2 separate regions of the Rattus norvegicus genome follow, and region 1 is linked to region 2. The links are chromatin contacts, called in public Hi-C maps. All regions are on one chromosome and are shown on one strand. Each heading gives the region's core, a stretch centred on a gene start, on an enhancer-like site or on the middle of the called end of the contact. The rest is flanking DNA. Distances are from core to core; before and after follow the strand shown. Region 1 has its middle 230 kb from the start of Qki. Region 2 holds the start of Qki (QKI, KH domain containing RNA binding).

The links. Hi-C and Micro-C count contacts between places; a contact is called where the count stands out from the background.
Region 1: a contact with region 2 is called in a Hi-C map of psoas muscle, with 3 times the contacts expected there. The contact joins the enhancer-like site here to the promoter of Qki in region 2. A contact is called at or near these places in 3 of 12 Hi-C or Micro-C datasets (frontal cortex, mammary epithelial cells and psoas muscle).

What each region holds. Positions count from the first base shown.
Region 1 is chr1:53,163,163-53,170,505 of GRCr8, reverse strand. It overlaps the pseudogene Krt18-ps4. Among named protein-coding and RNA genes, the nearest start is that of Qki, 230 kb to the right of the region's middle. Within about 2 kb of position 3,690, at least 15 of the 93 cell types and tissues checked have an H3K27ac peak or open chromatin away from gene starts, as enhancers often do.
Region 2 is chr1:52,931,739-52,938,445 of GRCr8, reverse strand. Qki (QKI, KH domain containing RNA binding) reads right to left here and starts at 3,021. Exons shown (of 8, transcript NM_001414465.1): 1 at 2,455-3,021. The coding sequence starts at 2,596. It overlaps Cahm (colon adenocarcinoma hypermethylated), which reads left to right and starts at 3,778. Exons shown (of 1, transcript NR_132441.1): 1 at 3,778-4,934.

The sequences.
Region 1 (7,343 bases), core at 2,441-4,940, 230 kb before region 2:
TCCTTCCTGAATGTCAGTACTAAAGGTGTAAGCCACCACACCCAGCCTCAAATTTCTATTCTCCACTGATAATTCCCCATACTAAATTTAGTATACTAAATATGAGTTTTGTCTTGGATTTTTTAGTAGACATTGCTTGACAGCATGAAATTTAGTAAGGGCTTTTCACCTTTCAGTGGGAAGCATGAGATGGTGTCTCTCAACACAAGTAGTGTGTTTGTGGAGAATTAGTTATGAGCCTCAATAGTCTGCTCATCGTGCAACTCCATTTCCCCAACAGTGCAGCAAGTAGAATTAACTTCAAAGATTACTCGGAGCAAGACTTCTGGTCTGCTGTTTCCAGGTACCTGTCCTTTGAAGGTGGATGTGGCTATAGGAAATGCTTTGGCCAATCAAATACGTATAGAAAGGCTTTGTGTTACCTTGAGAGAGAAATATTTTAAGAACCAGTAAGCTGTGGAACTCCTGTCCTAGTATCTCGCTTCTCTCTCCTCTCCAGACAAGTGAGCTTCACCACCCGCTCCACCACCTTCTCCACCAACTTCCAGTCCCTGGGCTCTGTGCAGACTCCCAGCCAATGGGTCTGGCCTGCCAGCAGAGCAGCCAGCATTTATGCAGGTGCTGGGGGCTTTGGGTCCTGGATATCCCTGTCCTGCTCTGTCTGGGGTGGCTCTGTGGGGTCTGCAGACCGGCAGGAATGGGTAGAATCCAAACAGAAAAGGAGACCGTGCAAGACCTGAACGATCACCTGGCCAACTACCTAGACAAGGTAGACCTGGAGCCTGGAGACTGAGAACAGGAGACTACAGAGCAAAATCTGAGAACTTCTGGAGAAAAGGGGACTCTACCCAGGGCATCAGAGACTATGGCCACTACTTCAAGATCATCAAAGTTGTGAGGGCTCAGATCTTTGCAAATTCTGTGGACAATGCCCATATCGTCCTGAAGATCAACAATGCCTGTCTTGCAGCGAATGACTTTAGAGTTATGTATGAGATAGAACTAGCCATGCACCAGTCTGTGGAGAGCGACATCCATGGACTCCACAAGGTGATAGATGACACCAATATCACAAGGCTGCAGCTGGAGACAGAAATCGAAGTGCTCAAGGAGGAGCTGCTGTTCATGAAGAAGAATCATGAGGAGGAAGTCCAAGGTCTGGAAGCCCAGATTGCCAGATCTGGGTTGACTGTGGAAATGGATGCTCCCAAATCTCAGGACCTCAGCACAATCATGGTGGACATCCATGCCCAGTATGAAGAACTGGCTCAGAAGAACCGTGAGGAGAACTGTGAGGAACTGGAAAAGTACTGGTCTCATCAGATTGAGGAGAGTACCACAGTAGTCACCACCAAGTCTGCTGAAATCAGGGACACTGAGACCACCCTCTTGGAGCTGAGACGCAACCTCCAGACCTTGGAGATTGACCTGGACTCCATGAAAAACCAGAACATGGAGAACAACCTCGGGACATGAAGGCCAGATAAAAGGTGCAGATGGAGCAGCTCAATGGGGTCTTTCTGCCTGGAGTCAGAGCTGGCACAAATTTGGGCAGAAGGACCCAAGAATATGAAGCCCTGTTGAACATCAAGGTCAAATATGAGGTGGAGATTGCCACCTACAGCCGCTTGCTGGAGGATGGGGAAGATTTCAGTCTCAACGATGCCTTGGACTCCAGCAACTCCACGCAAACTGTGCAGAGGATAGCTCCACGTAAGGTCATGGATGGCAAAGTGTATCTGAGACCAATGACACCACAGTTCTGAGACACTGAGGCTGAGAAGGAGGGAACCCCTGGGGACTGAGGGACCAATAAAAGTTGAGAGCTCACTGGGACAAAAACAAAATAAAGAACTGGTACAGAATTCTGCAGATTCCCTTTTCCTAGGAGGATAATCATGGAAGCAGAAATTATTTGGAGGAGATAGGAGATAGAAACAGCCTAGAAAGCATAGCCTTCGTTTGCACAGGCCTGGACCATTGCCCAGACTTCTCCATCATGATTAGCTGCTGGTTCTAGAATCTTATCCATTCTCAAAACCTCTTCACAGAGCAAATAGCTCTGCAGACTTCTGGAAAGTGGCAACTGATGGATGAAAATGTCAGAATGACGGCGCTCTGCTTTTAGACTGGTTCAAATTTCCAAAAGACAAAGATGGGTTAGGCTTGGAACAATGGCCATATGTTGCTGAAGAGCAAAGGCGGGGTTTGCATGGACTGAGAGCATCTTTGCAACAGCTGAAGGATGTCTCTTCCAATTAGAAAATTCCAAAGTAAAGATAAGGATGTCGTCACTGACTGAGTCAACCCAAGAGCTGCTGCACAGCGGAATCAATGGTCAAATCCAGCAAGCAGGAGATGTGGCAACCATGCCTTATATTCTGTTTGTGCTTTAACTGCAAAACTTACAAATTCAGATGTATGATCCCAAGTTACCACCAGGCAACCTTTCTTCAAAAAACAGCAAAACATTGAAAACTTCTCATACTTGAGGCAGTATGCCAAGTGAAGTTCATCTAACTGGGCTCCATACTTCAAAAGAATGTTCACAATTCCAGAGAACTCACAGAGGTTCAGAGGTTCAGTCCATCATCCTCCAGGTGGGTGCAGGGAGGAATCTATGCAGGCATGATGAACATGATGAAGGCAGATCTGAGAGTTCTACATCCTCATCTGAAACTCAGGGACTTTAAAGAAAGGCCATGATGCTTAGTGAAAACGCAGCTTCAGTTGCAGTGAAGACCCCAGGATATTGGAGATGCCAGGACCCTGGAACATCTTCTAAGGGCAGCAGTAGGTGTTGAGTGGAGATGGTCTGAGCCTATGAGAGAAGTTGTATGTGCGCTATACATGGCAGAACTGGAGAGGCAGGGCTGTTCAACCTGTTTGGAGTCCAGAAGATCATGAATGAGTCCCAGACATTGAACACTGAGTTCACATTGTTAGATTATTTTTAAAAATCTGATTTTATGTTCTGGTTTCTCCTTCTTGCAATAAGAAACCACACACACATCTACTGGCTAGCTACTCTGGCTCACTCTCCATAGCCCTTAGGAAATCCCCTCCCCTTCGCGGAACAATGCCATGGGGCTGAGACAAAACAGTCTTGTAGAAGAGCATATCAGAGAAAATAAAGCTTTCAAATCTTATTTGTAAGAAGCCCAGTTCTCTAATTATCTGTATACCTTGCAAAGAAGAGATCAAGCAGTGAACTCTCCAAACTATGTGCCCTCCTGAAATAAGAAAGCAGAATAGGCTCCATCCCTCCTTCGCAATCACCTGCTCCACCTCTGTAAGCCTCTGATGATCACATTGACTCTGCCTGCACCTCTCTGCTGGTGGGTTTGCTGCCACAGAAGGAAGGCCGATAGCAGGTGTCTCACATGGAGGGTTTTTTCCCCTCCTACAAAGTTTTGCTCTGTGTGAGCTCGAAGAGGGACTGACTAGTGCTTGAGGTAAACTGACTTTAACTTCACTGAATCTTTAGCCAAGGCTAGCCTTGCTTTACCACTTCCCAACACCCATCTCAAATAGCAGCAGCATCTCTCCAACCCACTCCAGATGGGTTTAGTCCTGAATCGACACTTTCCCTGTTTCCAGTTTTCTTGGGGAAATGAGGCCAGCTCCACACAGCAGCTAGAGCCCTTGGCTTTGATGAAAGCTTAGAGGCTATATTTGAACACGACCGAAAGAGGACATGAAGCTTCAGCTGCCGGTCAGCCCCAGTTGCCAAGGAGGACAGGGTGAGGGTGAGGGGGGTGTTGAGCATCAAACAGCTGCGTTCCTGTTGTTCAGCAGAAACTCCATCTTTCTAGTGTTCTCACCATTTAATTCCTTCCGTTTACAGTCTTGTGATATTATAATAGAAGGTGGCTGCTAAGAAGTTTAGAAATATCCCCTTCATCAGCGAAGACAACTTAGTCCTCCCCTCCCCCCTAAAATAATCTCTCCCCTAAGTATTATTTCCTGCCAGAAAATGAGTTGGATTTGCTTCAAAACTGCTTCAGAACTAGTGAACATAAATGCCTCTAAATTTAGCAAACATCAGCATGCTCAATCAATTTGCAGTATTTTTCTCCACTCCCTTCCAAACCCTGTTTGGCCTTAAAGTCAAAGTTGAGCAGGCCACTGGATCTCTCCCACACCCATCTTTCCCTTCCTTCCCACATCTGGCTTGATGGTTAATTGATAAAAGATGAGCCCATTACATAGTAGCACAGAGCTGACCGGGTCGAGTCCCTGGCCTCACCCTGGCAGCAGCTAGCTATTCAGTGGTGAACTGGGTTCCATCCCTAGTCACTTGGCAAAGTCACTGAGTGGGTGGAGATGGGAAAAGCATCTGTCTTCCTCATCTATGCTCAAAACACAGCATTTCCTCAAAGCCTGGGAGAAGGGACAAAGAGTTCTAACTGCCTACAAACTCCAGCCCAAACAGGATGATTTCACTCTCATGGGTAGGAAAAGCACTAGGAACCATTCAGCAGACTCTGTGGTCTCTGTCTTGATCCTGCCTATTCCAGAACTGGTTATAGATATATATATTTTTTAACATCAACATTGTGTCAAACACCATTCCAGTCCATGTGTCATGTGTGCCATAAATGGATAGCTTCTAAAATAATACAATGGCCTTTGCACCTGACTTAAGTAACACCAAGAAAGATTCTTCTACACCCTGCCAACAGTTGCAACATGGGAGGCAAGAAAGGATTTCTTCTCCACATACTTACTGTCCCCTTGAAAACAACTAACTCAGCCTCATTTCCTGCTCATTGGTCCACTCTCATCTTGGACCCCTCAGAGGTATTCTATCCCTGTCCAGTATCTCACAGACCAGCAGAGCCCACATGATTACCTGACAGCACTGATCCCTGGGAGCCTTCATTCATAAGAAGTCAGCTCTTGGCATCTGTAAGAAATGACAATGCTGACAAGTCCCACTGTGTGGTGCATGTAGTGCAAAGAATAAATTAACTCTTTCTCTATGTGCTACTGGGATGAGTTCCAGATATACACGGGCTTCTTAGGTTTTAGAAATACACTGCATTGTGGAGATTGTAGCACCTTTCTTGAGCTAATTGAAGATTATTTCGTCATCAACACCACCACCACCACCATCATCAAATGAGGCCTTTATCAAAGTAGGACATATAATAGGAAGTCCAAGAACAACTGAAGGGAAAGGAAGTAAAAACCACAAAGAAGGTTCTCAGATGTAGAAGGACCAGGGTTTCTCTGTGATCCTTACCCCTACTCCAGAGGTTTCCTATCTCCAGTGCTCCTTCATAAGGACCATAATACCATGCTTGTGAATTATACGAGATCAAGCATAAAGAGTGATGGTTAAAGCCTGAGAGGCAGCCCTGTGTCATATCTGTTCATTTCAGTTGACCCAGATACATAGCTAGATTTAGATAGATCAGCACAGTGCAGCACGGTCTTTCCACATACAGAAAACCTAGATGTTAAGCTACTATGGAGAATGATTTTTAGAACCGCCATCACATTCAAGGGAATCAAAACATGCCCAGGCTACTTAGATGCACACTCTACTTCCGAGCATCCTTGTGAAGTTTGTTTTGTGTGATAATACCAGTATATGAACATTTCTGGGGGATTTTAAAGACGGATTTTCTATTCACAGTAACATCTTGAAAGGAGAAGTTCTCTTCTAGCTAATTTGTCTCAAAATGAGGTTTAGTTTATTATTAACAGAAGGCCAAGAAACAGTGTTTCACACCAGCACCTGAAATGCAACTAAATTCCCACAGTCTGTTAGAAGCTTTCTCCTCAATTCTAATATTTGCTTGAAGACTAGAGAGATTTTTCAGGGTGATGGCCTTAACCCCTGAGCATCATGGGATGGTTGAGAGCATTCCAGGCTGCCCTTCTCTTCCAGCAGGGTTGGGCACTAGAGACCAGCAAGGAGAACTTGTGGTCCTGAACTCTGTGTTCTGATCCAGGCTTCTCAGACCCACCCAAGGGATACCATGGGATGGAAAGATCAGGAACATCATCTTTTCAAGCTGAGTACATTCTCCTTCTGCCTTCTCCCTACATCCCCTCCCAGCCGGTGATAGTCAAAGCCAAATACACTGAAAAGGGAGAAAAAAGCACTGCCTTCTCTTGTCGGTCTCTGAGAGTGTAGCCTTGGCTTCCTCTCCCACAGGAAGGAGATGATGCTGGCTTCCAGTGAAGGGTGTGGACTGGGGAGAAGCCAGACACAAAAGACAGAGCAAGTCAGGATGTTACTAACAGTCCAGCTTTCTTTTCAGGTTCCTGTTTAGCTAAACATTTCAAAGGAGATGGTTTCCCAAGCTGCTGGTCTTCCTGGTGTGTCTTAGAGGCCTGGGGCAGTGTGGAGGAGGGAAGCAGCCAGATAAAGGGAGTCTGTCCACTCCATCATCCCCCAGACTGGCTTAGTGTCTCCCTATATGATACCAACTGAGGCATCTGGGATATCATGTTCCCCCAACATCTGTCATCCATGGCTCTCTGGATGAGTGGGTGAAGATCCCTTTGGGACAGCCAGCTGGAGTCTGAGCCAAGTTGGGTAGACATTCTAGGCAAGCTACCTCTTTGCTTGGGAGCTGGGTATCTTGCTTCTCACTGAACTGAAGGGAACACATCATCAGGCTGTCAATGTGAGTTTCCCTTCTGCTTCTGCTGCTAGGTGAATGGGTAGCACTGGTGGCCAAGCTCTGGTGCTTCCTGAGCAATATTTTGCTCTTTGGACTCAGGGAGAGAGCCCACAACATGCGAAAATAGTGGGTGTCACACTTCACTACAGTTCCAGAGGAGACCTATGTTTAATGATCCACTCATTGATTAGGCAGATTTTGAGGCAAATTAGCAAGGAGGGGCGGGGCTTTCCTTTAAGATCAATGAAGACAGTGAATGATATGTAAAAATCTTATAGACCGTTCCCAACTTCATATGATTCAGAAAATGAATCTCAGCACGATACCCAGTAAAGCAAACAGTGTATTTAAATAGCAAGGATTTTTTTTCCTTTGTATTTCATAATCACACTCAATATTTGTCTCATTTTGTAGCTATGGGGGAAAAAAACAGAAAATCAGAGCAAATAGGAATGAGAAATCCAATTTCACAACTTGCTGTCTAGTAAGCCCTCAGCCCACAGTGAGGACCGACTGGCTCAGCAAATGTGTCATGGTTCCATGTAGCAGCTAGGAACTGGATACCCGAAGCCCTACCTGGCCATGTTAGAGGGTAAAAGGCTATGAGGTAGAAAAGATTTGGAGACCCAATACCAGAGCTACAAGAAATACAGGAACACCCACCAGACTCCCCATCTAACACCTGCTTCAATCCAGGATGGC
Region 2 (6,707 bases), core at 1,772-4,271:
AGAGCATTTTATTACCACTGAACAGTTTAATCCCTAAAGTGAAACTTAGTTTTATCTGAATGTAAAAGTAATTTTTCTTCCAAGCATTACAGACAAAGTAAAATGTAATCCCTAACCACAAACAGAAGTCATGATTAATTTGTTTTGGACAATGAGAGGCCACAAGGGGTAAAGGACAAGTTGCCAATTTTCACAATTAAGTCATCTACCAAGAAAATTACGATGCCCTTAAGAAACCAGTATTTTCAAGTCAAATTAAATTTACAATAAGACTAACAAGTAGAGTCAAAAGCCTATGACACACTAAGGACAAGTCCCTTTCTTGCAAGCTTCTCTGGTCTGACGAAAACAATCACAATCCCTAGTCAATTTGCTGTCTCCCGTAACATCCAAGTCATCTCTACACTGACCTGATGCTGAGATTCCGGAGTACAAATGGACTACGGTGAAGATGGAGAAAACATGAAGAGGAGACACCAGACATTACTTTCAATATTGTTATCCTAAACTAGCTGTCTTTTACATTTAAAACCCAAAGGGGTTACTATTTCTAACCAAGAGAAATAAGCCTGTGCAGAAATGACATAATTGAAATTCTTCTAGTTGAAAGACTTATGTCAACCTCGAATTAAGGCAGTTATTTCTGATCAAGCTGAAAGAGAACCACTTGGGCAGCCTTTACAACTAATTTAAAAAACTCCTACTAGTTTTCTTTATAGCATATCCAAACTTTTTATAAGCTCCACTAAGTCACTTGCATATAGGAAGCATTTTAAGAATGTGCTTTAGTTCATTTTAAAGAAATTCTCCCTTGATTGAAGTTTTAAAAACTAAATTTTTCTTCAGAAATTTGATACTAATAGCACAAAAACCAATGCCAAGGAAGAAATATCAATGTATTAGGTGTTTTCACTCTAATCACATTTGTGGATGACAAATGAAGTCATCCAAAAATTTAAGTTTCAACTGCACCTAATATAGGTCAGATTATTAAGCAGACTACCCATTTTGTTCCAAATATTTCCAAGGTTAAAAAAAAATAACTGGCGCCCCTTAGCGCTCACTTTTGGAAATACTCAATTTAAGAACTCCAGCTTTTTTTTTTTTTTTTTTTTTTTTGGACATTCCAGAAAGTTTTCTGCCTCCACAATTTTTCAAATGCCAACACAAAAAAGAAAGGCAAAAACCCTTAAAGGGGCAGCTCAAGTTTTCTCCAAGGCAATTTAATACTAACAAATATGCTAACCCAACAGTAAAAAAGGCCTCTTTCAATGTGTTATGTTATGTTCATGGGTAATAGCTGAATAGCTGAATGTTTTCTGTTTTAAATAGTGCCCAAGGCTCCCCACCCAACAGAAGCTCTTAAAATAGTTCTTTAACCATCTTTTAGCTCGGAGTCTTTTGTTCTTCCCTGACACGCCAGCTCCCTAAGCACAAGATAGCCCCAACAATCTCTGAAATTTTTCGAAATTCTTCTAAAGATCCTAAAATCCATGTTCATCTGTCCAACATAGTTTTCCGCTTCCTTTAAACAGTCCACTCAGAGACTTTAAAAGAGAAGACCGAAAGTACTCGCTATTCGATTTTCAAAGCAGACTTGTTGGTCCTATCCTCCCCCCCACCCCGAACCCCGCCCCGGGCGTCCACATAAACCCACAGCTACTGGAAACTAACACTCCAGATCGCTGTTGTGCGAAGTTCCTAAAGAATTCCACAGCTAACCAGCATTAATCTTCCAGTCAGTCTTTGCTCCCCACAACGCTCCCAACTCGGCTTCTGCAAACTTCTGCTCTATTTTATCCCCGTCTTTTCAAACTTCCAGCTCCCCGCCCTGCAAACGCAGGCGGCTACGCCAGGAGCGAACCCTCCGCCCCAGTTCTTCCGAACTCGGATTCCGTTCAGGTCTGTCATCGCGGTATTTCGTACTCCTCCCCCACCACCACCACCACCGACTAAAAAAAAAAAAAAAAAAAAAAAAAGTGAAGTTAAACTCCCAAACAGTTCTCGCTTCCCCAAACAAAAGGACAAAAAGTGCTCTGCTCTGTCACTTCGTCCTCGCCTTCGGCCACATAAGCACTACTTTTCCGTACCCTACGTAATTCCTGAATATCTCGGGGTCCACTCGGGTACTGCGGGCCACACAACTCCACCGAAACGAGCCCGCTAAGCTGGGGCCCCGCGGGCGAGACCAGGCGGAGCTCGGGGACTCGTGTGGCCGGGCCGGGGCGGCCGGGATGGCCGGAATGGCGGGGAGCCTAGCCGCCCCGCCGTCGGGAGCCGGCCGCAGCCCCGCAGCCCCGCGTGCTCCCGGGTCCGCCCTCGGGCCTGGCCGGGCCCCGGCCCGGTCCCCGCCGCGAGCCGCCCGCGCCGCCTTTGTGCGCCCGCCCGCCCGCCCGCCTGACCTTCCCGCCGCCCCGCCATCCCGGGCCGCCGCGCCGGGTCCGGCCACCTCACCTTCGTCCAGCAGCCGCTCGAGGTGGTTGAAGATCCCGCAGAAGTTGGGCAGGCTGCTCATAAGCTTCTTGTCGTTCATCAGCTGCATCAAGTAATCTGGGGTGGGCTTCGGCTTCTCCTTCGTTTCCATTTCCCCGACCATATTCCAGGCTCCGCAGCTCACTCCGCCCGCCGCCGCCGCCGCCGGAGGAGAGGAGGGAGGGGCGGGGGCGAGCTCCGGCCGCCGGCCGCTCGGGACACCGCGTCCCGCTCCGCGCCGGCTCCCGCTCCGGCTCCCGCGCCGAGCCCCGGGGCGGCCGGCTCCGCGCGCCCGCCCGCCCCCCGCAGGCACTTTCGCCCGGCCCGACGCGCCGCGGCCGCCGCTCCTCGGCCGCCCGGCGCGGCTCCCCTCGCGAGGCCGGCGGCGGAGGCGGGTCTCGGGCCGAGCGCGGCGCGGGGCCGCTGCGCCGCGAGGAGCCGGGGGCCGCTCGTCGGCCGGTCGCGCCGCCTGCGCCGAAGCTCGCGAGTCTGCGGTGCTGTCCGCCGCGGCGCTCCGCGTTGCCGCCGCCGCCGCCGCGCTCCGACTGCGCTCCTCCTCTTCCTCCGCGGCTCTCCTCCTCCTCACTCACTTGGCGGCGGAGTTCGCCTCAGTTCAGGCGGCGCAGCCGGCGGCGGCGGGGGGAGGGGCGCGGGCAGGGCCGGGGGCGGGCGGCGGGCGGGGCCGCGCAGGGCGGCCGTTACGGGGCTGGGCGCGCTCCCGCCCCCCGCCGCCGCCCCTGGCCGCTCGGGCGGGACGGCCGGTGCAGGGCCCGGCCGCGGCGAAGAGGACGCGCGCCGGCGGTGGCCTGCGCGGGGCCCGGGTCGCGGCTGAGGGGGACGCGGGCGGCGGCACTGGCTCGTCGGCGCGCTGTTGCTGAGGCGGCGGGCGCGGTCGGGCGCGGCGGCTGAGAGGAATCCCGGCGGGACTCTCCGCGACGCGCAGCGCTCGCCGCCGCCCGGGCCTCGCGTCCGCGCGCGTTACTATAGTTTGGTTTTTTTTTTTTTAAACCTCTTCGTCCACCTTCCTCGCTACCCCTCAAAAAAAAAATTTTTTTTTTAACGTCCTGTTGCTTCACTGGGGACTCTCGGGTGGGCGTCACGTGTGCCGACACGTAGCCGTGAGGCTGAGAGCGCGTGCGCGCGTCGAGGGCTGTGGCCACGCCCCTTCCGAGGGTCGCTCCGCCCCACCGGGCGGAGAGCGCGCCGAGGGGGGAGGGGCGGGCCTGGAGCGCGCCTGCGTTGGGGTTGGGGAAGTGGGGGAACGATGGCCTGCGGACCGAGAAGCGGGGCGGAACGGTTCTGGCGCGGCGCCCACCTGGCGGGGCGAGGGACCCGACCGTCGGATCGCTTGGGGTGCTAGGTGGCGGTGGACTGAGTCGGCGTAGGCGCCCGCACCGCAGTGTCTTCCGCGGTGGGGACTCCAGCGAGGTTTCCCCTGGAGCCAGCGCCACGCGTGACGGGCCTCGCATCGCCGTGTGCTGCGAGGCGGCCCCGGACCGTGGGCGGAGATGGCACACGCGTGCGCACCCACGGGCGGGCGGGCTCCGTTCCATGCGGCGTGACGCGCGGTTCCGTTATCCTCACCGCAGGTTACAGTCCGGAGGTGGAGGCGGTGGCTCCTCGGAGGCGCGGCCGCTCGCTGAAGAAGCCTGTGTGAGCACACATTCGGGAAAACCAAGTAGTCAACACCTATTTCTACCTACTTGACAAAAATAAATAAATAAATAAATAAATAAATAAATAAATAAATAAATAAATAAATAAATAAATAAATAAAAATAAACGAAAGGCAGTGGGCCAGAAAAGGTGCTTCCTATGGGGGTGAGGGAGTTCTGAGGGTTACATTTGTTTCGGAAACAATGTTCTGAATTGCAGCAATGAAGTCCTGTGATTTATAGAAGCTGTCACTCACTAAATCTGCATCATCCCTGTTTTGTTGCAAGTTCTTTATAACGTGCCGTATTAAAATGTAGACAAGATTGTCAAATTAACCATTTTGAGAGTTGGCCCTGGCTATAATTTTCTGTGAATCATCTCACTGTATTTTAAATGTGAACATAAGCAGCGTTGTCGAATTGTTTTTTTTTTTTAAACTGCTTTACACAAATTCTAAAGAGCATTCCGAAGTTTGTGTGGTGCCAAAGGTATTTAAAGCAACTTTACTCTTGATTTCATTTAAAGACTACAGTTCGAGTTGGTTTTGGTTTTGGTTTTCTCGTTTATTAAATTAGTAGAGCAAATGATGGACAAAGTTAACGTGTAATTGAAATAACTTGAATTTTTCAACAATGACTATAGTAGTTCTAGATTATTCACCTAGTTATCTCTTTAAACAGTAAATTATGTAAAAGCATGGAATAATTTGATTAAAAAGCTGTTACTACGTTTTCTAAGTGTTGCTTCAAAACCTAGAAAAATTAGAAGTTTGTTCCTTGTATATTATTAAAAAATATTTGTCCCTGAATTATTTTTCATTGTCTGTGCTTGTGCAAGCAAAGTCCCCTTTGTAAGTTGATACACTTATAGGGCCTGTGCTAACTGCTCTACCTCTGTAGCTCAGTCAATCACAACAGTCCTGGGCCTGAGGTAATACTGGCATCCCCGATTTGTACATAAGAGGAAACCTCTGAAGAGGAAGAGGTAAACGGAATAATTTACCCAGCACTATATAGCTAATAAGTCCTGCTGGCTGTTCAAGTCCATGTATATTTTATACCAGAGTGCCCCCCCCCCAATTTTATCAACCTTATCCAGTAAATCCTTGGAATTCATGACAGTGTTCCATCATTTTTGACCCATAAAGTCCAACCACTTTTTATAATGTAGTTGAACCAAAAATAACTGTCAGGCAATATTCATTCACCATGACTTAATCCCTGGTGGACCCATCATTTGGAAATAGTTGCCATTTGGTACATTTTCAAGTACATGTGGATCTTGTCCCCTACTTACTTTTCCTGATTTCTCAGGTAAAGAAAAAATATCCTAAGAGTTTACCAAGACCTGCTAGGCCCCAAGAGATCTGGTCCCCTGCATGTTGCTGGCCCAAGCTCACTAGATGGACTCCTGGTCTCCCTGAAATCTGCCTTGACCTCTACACACGCTTGGCATCTGTAGGACTCTGGGCCTGGTATCTCATTGGAATTTTTTTTCTATCTGCCCAAAAGCCCCACTCCAACTCCCAGGTGTCACCTCTATTTTTTGTTAAATTTTTAATTCTTTCTGTCACATTTCCTCATGCCATGTCAGCTCTGTGGGTCAGTGTGTTTGCCATCAGAGTAAAGACTTGAAGGTTTTTAGAACTCCTAACCCCATCAACAACACTTGTGTAGGCTCTCATGACTTGCATGTTCGAAAAGAAGTGTCACGTGCTAGTTTGCATGCCTGAGGTTCAAATACTTACCTGGCTCATTTTCTTCAGTGCTCCCCCAACACATAGGGAAGGAGGCAAGAGTAGCCATATTTGAGGGAAGAGATGGTTGGCTGCCTAAGAACAGTTTAGTGGCTGGTGGAGGCAGTCCAGGGCTGTACAGAAAGTGCATCTACAGCCTTTGGAGTCACTGACCTTGCCCAGGTACTCATCTATAGGCTCCCACCTTTTTCTCCCTCACACTCCTTCTTCTTCACACTGTGGACATGTATCAATCCGCACAACACAGTGTAGACTACAAAGTCTGTTGGGATGTGTACCTCCAGGCTTAAAATCTCAGCGATTATTATAGGTCCTTCAGTTCTGTTATTATAGACATTTTAATACAGTTTCAAAATGAGTAGGATAAGTATACATGAAGATATATACACCGGGTATATGAAGATCCTTGTAATAGCTCTTTCAGTGAAAACTCCTATCATCTATTAACAATAAAACCGGCTCTTCTCTCTCACATTAATTAGCTAGGAGTGGAAATGGACTTCCTGTTCAATTTCATTGGCTCTAGGAGTTTACTGCATCTCTTGACATTTAGAATAAAAACTTACAGTATTCCAAGCACTTCCGCTTTTATCATCATAGAGTTTCTACATGAACTAAAACTTCACATTCGGTATTTAGTGGTTTCCTTGTTCCAATACTCTTTTAAAGAAATAATTTAAGTTATAAAATTTCTTTAAGGAGGGATGGGAGAAATCTAGGTATGTTTGTGTAATTAACTCCACAAAACGTTTGAGTATCTTCCTAAATGGTAAAATGGTTTATCATCAAAGCATTGGAAATGATCTGGGGATTCTGGTCATCT